Linked DNA regions of Anser cygnoides: all the other regions are linked to region 2. Evidence: chromatin contacts called from public Hi-C data. All regions are on one chromosome and are shown on one strand. Each heading gives the region's core, a stretch centred on a gene start, on an enhancer-like site or on the middle of the called end of the contact. The rest is flanking DNA. Distances are from core to core; before and after follow the strand shown.

Region 1 (3,354 bases), core at 183-2,682, 160 kb before region 2:
GATGACATCCAGGCGGGGATATATCTCCAGAGAAGGACATTCCACAACATCTCTGACCAGCCTGTTACAGTGCTCTGTCACCCTCACAGTAAAATGCCCTCTCAAACATTTCTGTGGTAAACAAATCGAGTCTCTCACAAAAAACAAATTCAAGCATCAGTTTTCATTTTTTAATGGAAATGTCAATCCAGCATCCCAAGTGCCAACGAAACCGCCTCCCACACCTACCTGGTTCCTAAAGCAACACCACTTCAATGATTAGTGGCTACAGATTTATCTCCTTAAGAAACAGCTCCTTCAAGTTGTCTGAGCCGCATTCAGCTCTAATCCCCTAACAAAACTCTGCACTGTACCAGCTGAATCGGCGCTGCCTTGCCTAGCACGGAGAACAGGGCACTTAACTTAAAACCACCAGCTTATGTCAGCCAACTGGAGCACAAAAGCTTTTATTTCCGTTTATTCCCAGCTTCTGAAGGGCACACACACAACAACGCCTGCACCGCAGCGGTGAGTGCCCAGCAGAACCCCCAGTGCCTGGAACCACCCCCGAAGCCCCCTCAAGCTTCACCCGTTCGCAGCCACAAAACCCCCCGTCCCCTGAGGCCGCAGCACCGGGCTAATCCTCTCAGGGGCGGCCGGACAGAGCCCATTTCTCTCTCCCTGAGGTTCCCTGCCCAAGGCACTGCTCGCACAGACCCCGGGCACCCAGCTGCCCCCACAGCCAGCGGCCTCTCGCCTCGGGCCCTCCTTCCCCGCGGGACAGCGGCTGCCCCCGGCGGGCACCGAGCGGTTCATGGCCCCCAGGGCCGCCCGGGCGGGCACGGCTGCGAGTGTCAGGGCTGAGAGGCCGAAAAGCCGAGGAGGACGAGGGAAGGGCCCTGTCAGCCCCCGCGCTGCCCCAGAGCCACGGAGAAGCCTTCAGCTCGCCCTGCGAGGCTCCGCACAGCCCCAGCTCTTACTGTCGCGAATTAAAAACGCGGAGAGCGAAAAGCGAGCGATGGCCAGACCCTGGGGTGGGAGCGGGGCCCAAGCAGCGAGCGGAAAAATAAAAAAACAAAACGACAGTTACTCACAATCATCTAAGTCATCCTGCAAATCCACAAAATACAAAGGGATCCCTACAAACAGAAAACAAAAAGAGAGACACCGGGGGGGTTGGCTTCGGAGGGGCAGCGGCGAGGGCGGCCGGGCCGGGCCGGGCCGTGGCGGTGCCCCGGGTGAGGCGCCCCCCGCCCGCCGGCCCCACTTACCGGCCATCTTGGAATGGACATGGGCGAGGAGGAGGCGGAGGAGGAGGGCGCAGGGAGGAGCCGCCTGTGCTTCCTGCCCCCGCACGGCCGAGAACACGACCGGCTGAACAAACGGCAGCTCCCGGAGGGGGGAGAATCGCCCCTAAACGCCCCCCGTCCGTCTCCTCAGAGGGAGGAGAAGCGCGGCCGCCCCGCCGGGGCTGCAGTCAGGTGACGGCGGCGGGCCGCCCAAAATGGCGGCCGGGCCGCGGCGGCTGAGGGGCGAGATCCGCCCGTAGCTGAGGGGCGGGGAGGCGGGGGGCTGCCCGCGCTGGCGTCTGGCTGTCTGTGTGTCCGTCTGCGAGCGGGGAAGGGGCTATGATCGTTCTGGGCCGCGTCTCCGGCGCTCGTTGAAGGCGCAGCCTGCCCGACCATGGCTCTGAGGGAGCTGAAAGTTTGCCTGCTGGGGGTAAGTGGCGCGGGGCGCGGGCAGGGGGAGGCAGGGAGGGGAGGAGGCAGGGCAGGGGGCTGTCTGCCCTCGCCCACCCTGCTGAGGGGCTGTCTGGGCTGGTGTTGGCTGCTGGGGCTGAGCCTGGGGCCCTTCACTCCCAGAGCGAGTGCTGGGCCCCGGTTCCCCGGCCCTGGTCCCTGGAGGAGAGCGGTCGGGGGGACGGACAGGCCTTTCCCTGCGGGGAGAGAGGCGTTTCTATGGGGAGATGTCCTCCTCCTCATCCTCCTCGTTCGGCCTTGGCCTCTGAGGAGGAGCAGAGAGGAAGCACGAAGGCTCAGTGTGTGCTTCCCTCTTCCTCGGCCTTGGAGTTCGTAAAAGGAATAAATAAAAGCATCTGAAATCAACCTGGAGAGAGAGGCAGGGAACTTGAACTGTTCTTTTTTTTTTCTTTTTTTTTTCTGTGTTTGATTTTTATTTTTTAACAGCATGCGTAGCCTTTGAAAGTACATTAAGTGGAGCAGGTAGTGGAAGGAGGAGACATCAAGCAAAGTGAAGTAGGAGTTTTGGAATTCCAGGGAAAAGCCATGTGTTGGCTTGGGTTGGGTTTGCTCTGAGGACTTCATTGGAGAGTCTCCTTTTGAATAGGTGGAGTTTTCTACATCTAAATCCTGTGCTGTACAGAGTATGACAGGCAGAATTGTCTTCTGCTTGTAAATGGCCCTATTGCCCTTCAGAGAGAAAATTGTTTCTGTGCTCTTCATGTTATGAAAACGTTGGGGGTAACTATGAACTACAGTTGGCTCTGCCTGCATGGTATTTTGTCCTGTAAGAAGAGGAAACACCTATGAAAACTGATTCCTGAACTCCTAGAGCCAGAAACTGCATCTAAATTTCTCTTTTTGAGATCTGCTTTGTTCATTGAGACTGCAGACACTATAAAATACAGAACTGAGGTCATACACGTTCTTTGCGAGGAAAACAATTTGAAAAGATAAACAAAAGTGTACGTGCTGTACCCAGTTTTATTATAACAGAAGATTCAAGATAATGCATGAATGGTGTAAAACTTCAACAGCACTTGTGCTGATTTTCCTTAAAATATTTACTCTGTAGATGTAAAGCAAAAAGTTTGTTGTCACCTGTCTTAGTTAAATGACAATTTAAAATGTCCAACTGCTATTGAGAATGGTCTTAGTACTAGCAAGCTGTTATTTCACTCCTAAGTATGCCTACTTTTGCTTGCTTTTTTTCATAATTGATTTGGTGGTACAAATACATGCCCTGAAATTTTTATGTTGAGTCTCTTCTTCTACCATTTATAAACCTGTAAAGGTGTATTTGAAACATGTTTCAGGTGTGTCACGAAGACACTTCAGGCCTTTCATTACGCAGGGTGGGACAGCATTAGTCAGAAGTTGTATGATTTCATGTGCTCGATTGGCTTGCAAAGGTGGAGTACAATATTCAGTTGCTCTATATTTTACTAAATGTGGTAGAAGGTCTTTCTCTGCTCTAGTTCAAATTTGGTTTGTGTATACTTTTGGGGAGGAAAGCTTGAATAACTGATAAAATGCAGGAATGCAGATTTTTGTACTCCATAAAAATTTCTTTATAACAATTTTGTTTGGAGAACTGTAACTTAGAAGAGAGACCTTTCATTTTTCTAGTAAACAA
Region 2 (3,536 bases), core at 736-3,235:
CTTTATGTACATTTCCACTATATATTAGGCATTCATTTGTGTCCTGCCTCTCCCCCTGTCTTCACCCCTACTTCTTCTCTACTTCATCTCCTGGTCTGTATGCCTGAAGAACATTTTGCTATTTGTTTTAATTTCCTTTGCAAGGCCTAACTCAGCTTTACTTCTGGCAAATTTCCCTTTATGCCTACACTTCCTAACTTCTAAGATGTAGTTTTCTTTGATTAATCTTTTTTTCCATTCCTTCTAGTCCCTTTGCTTATTCCTAATATCCACTTTGAAGTGGTTATTCACTGAGTTAGGTCTGGACTCCTTCCTTACAGAGTTTTATCCCTTTGTGTACTGGTCCCAAACACTTTTTACACCCTTTGCTTCAGTTCCCAGCCTTCCCAACATTCAAAACCTTTTAAGCTGTCAAAAATCAGGAAGTAAAAGACGCAAATGGCCAGTGTGCACCAACTTCCAGCACATTAGGGGCGTAAGGCTTCCCATTGGGCACACAGTTGCTAAATGAGATATTCCAACCAGTTTTCTCTGTGTAGGCATCCAGAACCAAAAGATTGCTGGAAGACCTCTGGCTGCATGCAAAATTCCACTCAGCTTATAGCCACAGTAGCGGTGCCAAGAGAAGGCTGGAGGATCATTAGCTGAAACTGTTCTCATAGAATAAAAAATTGTTACAGTAGATTAAAAATTAGCATGAAGAAATGAAGTATATACATATATTTTTAAAGTCTCTGTAAGGCAGCCAAAGTGAAAACACATTTCACCAGACCACGAAAAATGAAATGCATGTGTTGATCCTTGTAAGGCTGGAGTTTATTTCCTTGCTAAATTCCAAGTTTTTGTCTCTCCCACTGAGGCAGAAGGGCTGCTCAAATAAATGCCCAAAATGTCTTGCAACAGCAAAGGGATACTTCTTTCTATTTCTCATTGTACAAATCTGTCCAAGCGGTTAGATAAAATGGGGTAATGTTTCCAGAAAATGTGGTTGTGATTACACTCACTGTTCCTTCCATATGTGTAAATACTAATTTTTGATTTTTCTGGTGAGAATTTAAGCTGGAGATGCTCCTGGTGACCAGCATGCAGCAGCTGCCCTGACAGCCCCAGGGAACAGCTGATGCGATGTCCACAGAGGCCGGGCAGCCATCAGCACAGGCCTGGCGCCGGCAGCAGCGGGAGCTTGTCTCAGGGGTGAACAGCTGCCAGGCTGTCCGGTACTGAGGTGTCAAAAAGCAGAGAAAAAGATAATAATTTCAGCCACAGCCTTATTAAAAAGCCTCTTTTGGAAAGTCAAACCCAGTGCTGTCATTTTAAATGGCATGTTTATTTTGGGAGAATGTCCGGAGTTTTCAATTGTCTGAGCTGACATAAAGACCTGTGTGAGTTTTTTGTTTGTTTGTTTGTTCGCTTGTTTGTTTTGGGGAATACAGAATTCACTGAAAGCAAAGCAAATTTGTGGTAATGTTGGGGACTCAGAGGAAAAAAGTGAGGGAAGAGAAGCAAATCAAAAAGGTCATGCTACAATAGTATGCTTTGAACCAAAATTGTTTCTGTTAGAGATGCATCAAGCAGTGAGATAACTCTGTAAATGTACAGAGTTAACTGGAAACTCTCTGGAAATGTTAGGTCTTTTTTATGCTAAGACATTTTGTGCCATCACCAAGGGAGCCTGGTGATGGGTGCGTAAAGACGGATGCTGCCCTTTGAGACAGCGACCGCCACAAGGCACTAACACCCCTCACCACCACCGCCAAGGCCAGGACCCATAGGGTTTTGGGGTTGCGTCAGCCCTGTGAGAGGGGTTATTTCCCAGCTGTTTGGGCTGATCGAGGGGCTTTCTGCTCCTCCTGCCCTAAGAGGGCGGCGGGGGGGGCCGGCAGGGAGCCGGAACGCTAGTGCTGCGGCCTGCGGGCCCGGGCGGAGCGGGGCGGACGGCGGCGGGCGCTGCACAACGCGGAAGCGGGCCGGGCCGCTGCCGGCGGATCCGGGGGCATGGCCGCGGCCGGCGGCCGGGGGCGCCCGGTGCCGGGGGCCTTTCCCCGGGCCCTCTGAGCGGGCCCCGGGCGGGGCTGGGGCCGAGGGCCCGGCGTTGAGGCGCTGAGCGGCCCCGGGGCTGGGGGGGTGGGGGCGCCGGCTCGGGAGGCCATGGCCACCCGGCGCCTAACGGACGCGTTCTTGTTGTTGCGGAACAAGGCGGTGCAGAGCCGGCAGCTGCTGGCCGAGCAAGTGAGTAGTTACGGCTCCTCCAGCCCTCTGAGTTCACGTAGCATGGCTGCTGCGGTGAGTCTCCTCCCTTCATCCTACCGTACCGTGCTGAGCCGAGCCGGGTGCCCGCTCCCCAGACCCCACCGAGCCCCCGGTGCTGCTCCCCTCCCCTGTCCCCCCCGTCCCCCCGTGCTCCCCTTTCCCAAAAAGCGAATAGAAGAGGCCTGGCTCTGGGCTCGCCGCGCCTCTGTTTAATTCAGATAACTTCATGGCGGTGTTGACATGAGGTTTTTGTCCATTGCTTATTTTTTTTCTGCTGTCTCCCCAGTGGAAAAAAAAATAATAATTTGTTTCACAGAGCAGAGCTCTTCTATCCGCTGCAGTGTGGGCACCGTTAAATACAGTACTGTAGATTATCCCTGTTGTTGCTTGACTTTTTCCATAGTTTGTTCCGATGTCTGTTGTTTCCCCAAATGCGAGTAATACCCAAAGTCATCTCATCTGCAGCAGGGGGACGTCAGGAGGTTCTAGTGTGATCCCTCTTAACGGAAACTTCGAAAAGCTATTTGTTCTGTGGCACTGTGTGTGGCTTTGTCTAAGTTTTGAGCTCGTCACACTGGGATGGCAATCTTAAAGGTTGCTTTGAAAGGTTCAGAATTTTTGAAATAATTCTTCCCGAAGTAGGTACAAAAAGGTGTTTATAAACAAGCAGTTTCCTTAGAGCAATTTGAAGGGTGTTTGAAAACTGTTGATTGCAGTAATGAAACAGCCTGGCAGCTCAGCTTTACCAGTTTTTAAAGCTGATTCTTCAAACTTACCATTTGTAATAGCCTCCAGTAAATATCTTTACGCACTCCCATCTTCCCATTAAAGCTTTTTGTGTTTTTTTTTTGTTTTTTTTTTTTTTTTAGGAAAAGCAGTGCTTCATGCTGCAAAACTTATTTCAGCTGATGAGTTGCCACTGAACAGTCTTTTGTTCATTTTTAATTTCGTTACATCTGTATCTATACAAGCTGTGCATCAAATTGCATTTATAGATCCGGAAATATCAGTAGTGATATGTATTATGCGTGCTTCATTAGGCATTGCATTTGGTTCTCAGTAATTTTTCTTGCCAATATCATTTTTTTGATCCTTGAAATTTTTTGATCCTTGAACTTTCCTACAGGCTACCGAGCAGCGAAACTACTTTTACTCAACAGCAAGTGCAATAACACTGAGCACTTGCATAAGATGTTTGTTTACAGTCTTTGTTGATACGAACTGAAGCATTTTCTAGGATGCTGATTCAAATATAACCAAAGTGAAGTGTTTGGAAATTGTTAGGG
Region 3 (3,738 bases), core at 626-3,125, 170 kb after region 2:
TCCAGTAGACTCCTGCTTTTCAGAAACCCCCCAGGTCATCAGGGTTTTCAGCTTGCCTTTGGGGAGGTTACACATTCCAGCTTTCCAGATTTTCTCTTTTCTGCTTGGTAGGACCAATAAAAGCATCTCCAACTGAGAGTAGCTTTCGCCTTTTCTTTTTCATGACCTAATTGTGGTGTTTATCGTTGTCTCCCTATAGGTGTTTCGCTTGGGTTCAGAAAAAAATAATTAGATCTTCATTTATTTGAAATATGAGGTGAAGGATATAAATGAGATTTAAAATAGTTTATGTTCACAAATAATCCTTTTTAAGCACATAGCTGGACTATCCTACAAAGTAGGTAGAACTCTTGGAAAGTCAGGGCTGCTCAAATGATTTCAGTAGTTCTAACAGTGCTCCTGTAGAAAAATAAATACTAAGTTCAGGGTGTAGTTTAGGTACTTACACGAGACATTGTACAGTGTAGTAAAGCATGTGCATTTTTACATGCATGTATTGAATGTCTGTTGTCTTTGATACTAGTGAAAGCATGGAAATATTCCTGACCTGGACTTTTACAAAAGCACATTTCATTTGTTTGTTTCACTTGTAACCTTCCTTACGTATGAGCTACATAACTTCAAGATATTTTATTATCCTAGGACATTTCTTCAGCGTTCCAATAAAAATCAAGATTTCTTAAGCTCTCAGGAAAACTGGGTAGCTTTTACTCTTTTAAAATAAATAAATAAATCAATCCCAGAAAGTAAACAGAAGTTTGATTAATCTCTTGTAAATGTATGCAAGCCTGATCTCCTCACGTAAACAGCATTTGGAGTCTATGAATACTTCTGTAAATACAGATTCTGGTTCTTCAGAACGGTTGTGTGGTGATCAGTGATCGTTCCTTTGGATTTGTCTTGAGAGAGAGTTCCTTCCTATTCTAAATCAACTTCTACCCTTTTCTGTTGGTGGAAGTTTCTGTCAAAAATTGGCTTTTTGTTTCTAACCTGAAAGGGGACAGCAAAGTTGCAGTGTGGTCCCACGTCCAACGCGTTATTCAAAGTGGCGCTGTTCTCAGCAGTTGCATAAGGCAATAAGGTCGTTTGATTTGACTATTTGTTTTAAGTTTATTATATATTCATTACACAAAAAGCAATGAAATGATGTAGTATCAAAGATATTTTCCAAACCCTAATTTAAGGCTCAAAGGAAATTTCTCAGAGTTTTATTAAACCTTCCTTCCTAGCCAGAGGTCTGTAAAAATAGCTCTTGGTTGCAATGCCTCTGTCACAGCTCTCTGCTGCCCCAAGAGAGAGCTGAAATGGTATAGAAGACTTTTTCCTGAGCCTTTTATGCTAGTAGTGGGTTTAATTCGTTAATGAATTACCTTCTCTTCACGTGTAAGTATATCCTGAAGAAGCAGAGGAATATTGATTACTTGGTTTAAAATTACAGCGAAGCCTTGACAAATGGGCAGCCCGCACCTGCCGACCTTCCATCTTGGTGCTCTCACCAAGAGTGAGTTCCTCCTCCCTAACGAGAGCGATGGGTTTTAAATAGGAGCTGTATGAAAGAATTAAATCTGAGTAGTGTTCCAGTATCAACAGATTAAGCTTCTGCGGTGATGAAATATCTCGTGAAAGTAAAAATGAAAGGGAGATGGTGTGCTGATATGCTATTGGAGACTTAACCAAAGGCGCTGTGGTGTATAATGGGTATAGAATCACATTTCGCAAATACTGCGGCCTTTTTGAAACGTAACAGAGGGAAAAAATGAAAGTTCAAGCTTGACAGGAATTTCTTAAATAAAATTCCCTTCCCGTTATCCCTTCTTGCAGCAACATCCGGTTTCATTTCTACTACTAGAAATGTGGAGGTAACGTAAACAGACACCCAAAATATTTTAGCCTTGTTCTTCTTTCTAAACACGAAAAACTATTGATAATGAGGCTGAATGCTTGCTGAAAGTATTTCTGACTCAGTTATGGGAAATGCTGAGTACTCTGGCCTCTCCCAAAGAGTTTTGTATTCGCCTCTGGACATGTGCCAGTAGCTGGAGAATATCTTCAACTATTTGTAGGTATGCGTTTCCTTTGTGATATCATCGGCATGTTTTCCCTAAAATAGCAAGCAATAATTAACACTTGTTCACACCATTAGGAATGCAGATGTTTCCCTATTCAAGTAAGTGCCTTATTAAACTGTCTGATTTGACAAATTTAACACGTTGTAGGATCCCTGCCCAAACGGGGAGAATGACAAGACACCGTTGGCTTCCTTCACTGAGTAGCCTTACAGTCAATAGTAATCGCTTGATTTCAGATACGAGCAATAAAAAAATAAATCAATTTGCTGTGTATTTACCTATCCTGAAAGGAGAAAAATCAACCTGTGCAGTTTGTCTTGGAATACCCCTTGCTGACGTGCCGCCCCGTGATCCCGTGGTGCCCTAATACAGGTCATTAGGGGAATGCAGCACCGCTGCCTGCCCATCCCGAAAGCAGAGTTTGTGTGCCCCCACCATACAGAGCATGTTGGTAAAGAGGGTTGAAACCAATGGTCAGCGTTGTTTTTAAAAGCTTTAATCTTGGAAGCGAATGTCCTCCAAGATACAATTTTACAGTTAGAATCTGATTTAGTTTGACCTTTAATCATTAGGCTTGTAAGTGGCTGACCTATTTAAAACTCTTATTATGAAATGCACAACTCCATGGGACGCTGAACTTTGCCCAGGAATTGAATCCCAGTTTTAACCACAACATTGTGTAATGGCTGTACACACCTTTTAGTAGGTAGTGTGGTTTTTCTTTTTTCAGTGGCATTGACTTTTGCTGGAATTAGTAAATAAGCTATTCTGCTGCCAGATCCGCCCTATATTATGGTTTTACAAAGAAAAAGTAATGTTGCACGTCCATGCTAGGGTTCCTGTGAACATGGTGTCATAGTCGCAATTACTGTGCCAATGTTTTTTCCCTGCCAACATCCTAATGCCTATAAAACATTGCTTCATAAACATTTTTTAAAAGTCTCTTGAGTATTTATATATTTGGAGGGAACAAAACCGTGTAGACAGTATGTCCAGTTTTTCTCTTTCATTTTCTACTAATATTTTATTCTTTCAGAATGCCTCTCAAAAGCCGATCTTGGTTCCTTATTTTTTCCCAGGCCTGGAGCTTCTCTCTTGAGGATTAATTTTTTTTACAACCAAAACACTCGACCTCCAAGTTCTTTAACACTTTCTCTGGTTGACTTTTAATAAAACTGCTGTTTACCTGCTGCCACTTACTCAACTTGTTGAAATTTTGTACTGCAAGTAGGATTTTTACTTGATTAGACTCTGCATTACCCCATTTTTAATCCAGGATGGTGGTTAGATCTTTCTGGAAGCAAAGTACTGTTCTACAAGCATCCCTTTTACATGATGATTTCCGCTCATGGTTTGTTTGTTTTTTTTTTCTCCAAAGGTCTGATTGCATTCCTATAAACAAATACAGGCAATATACAATTGTTAGCTGTTTATTTGTTGTATTGGGAATCTTTCAGAAGGTGAAGGTGTCTTCTGCTAAACAAAACATTAATGCTTAAACGCATTTCTTTTCACATGACTATGACTGTTAAAACTCTGTAGCGTTATGGTATGATTTCCTGTGAGGCTTCCTACAATCAGCAAGTCATGGTCCTTCATATTTGAGTTATCTAAGTCAGACCAGAGAAGGTTTATCCAGTCAGTGCATTTTCTCCAAGGTTTTATAGCT

What was found. A called contact is a pair of places that touch in the nucleus more often than the background predicts.
Region 1: a contact with region 2 is called in a Hi-C map of liver, with 5 times the contacts expected there. The contact joins the promoter of LOC106042046 here to the promoter of STX16 in region 2. A contact is called at or near these places in 2 of 7 Hi-C or Micro-C datasets (both in liver).
Region 3: a Hi-C map of liver shows a contact between it and region 2, with 1.7 times the contacts expected there. The contact joins the enhancer-like site here to the promoter of STX16 in region 2. A contact is called at or near these places in 2 of 7 Hi-C or Micro-C datasets (both in liver).

The regions. Positions count from the first base shown.
Region 1 is chr16:5,556,479-5,559,832 of Taihu_goose_T2T_genome, reverse strand. LOC106042046 (serine/threonine-protein phosphatase 4 regulatory subunit 1-like) reads right to left here and starts at 1,432. Exons shown (of 20, transcript XM_048074641.2): 1 at 1,251-1,432; 2 at 1,074-1,118. The coding sequence starts at 1,257. It overlaps RAB22A (RAB22A, member RAS oncogene family), which reads left to right and starts at 1,493. Exons shown (of 7, transcript XM_013190901.3): 1 at 1,493-1,698. The coding sequence starts at 1,663.
Region 2 is chr16:5,396,983-5,400,518 of Taihu_goose_T2T_genome, reverse strand. STX16 (syntaxin 16) reads left to right here and starts at 1,985. Exons shown (of 10, transcript XR_010825233.1): 1 at 1,985-2,283.
Region 3 is chr16:5,225,663-5,229,400 of Taihu_goose_T2T_genome, reverse strand. All of the region lies in intron 4 of GNAS (GNAS complex locus), which reads left to right. Among named protein-coding and RNA genes, the nearest start is that of NELFCD, 54 kb to the right of the region's middle. Within about 2 kb of position 1,875, at least 1 of the 3 cell types and tissues checked has open chromatin away from gene starts, as enhancers often do. A contact at or near this core is called in liver, where this site is marked.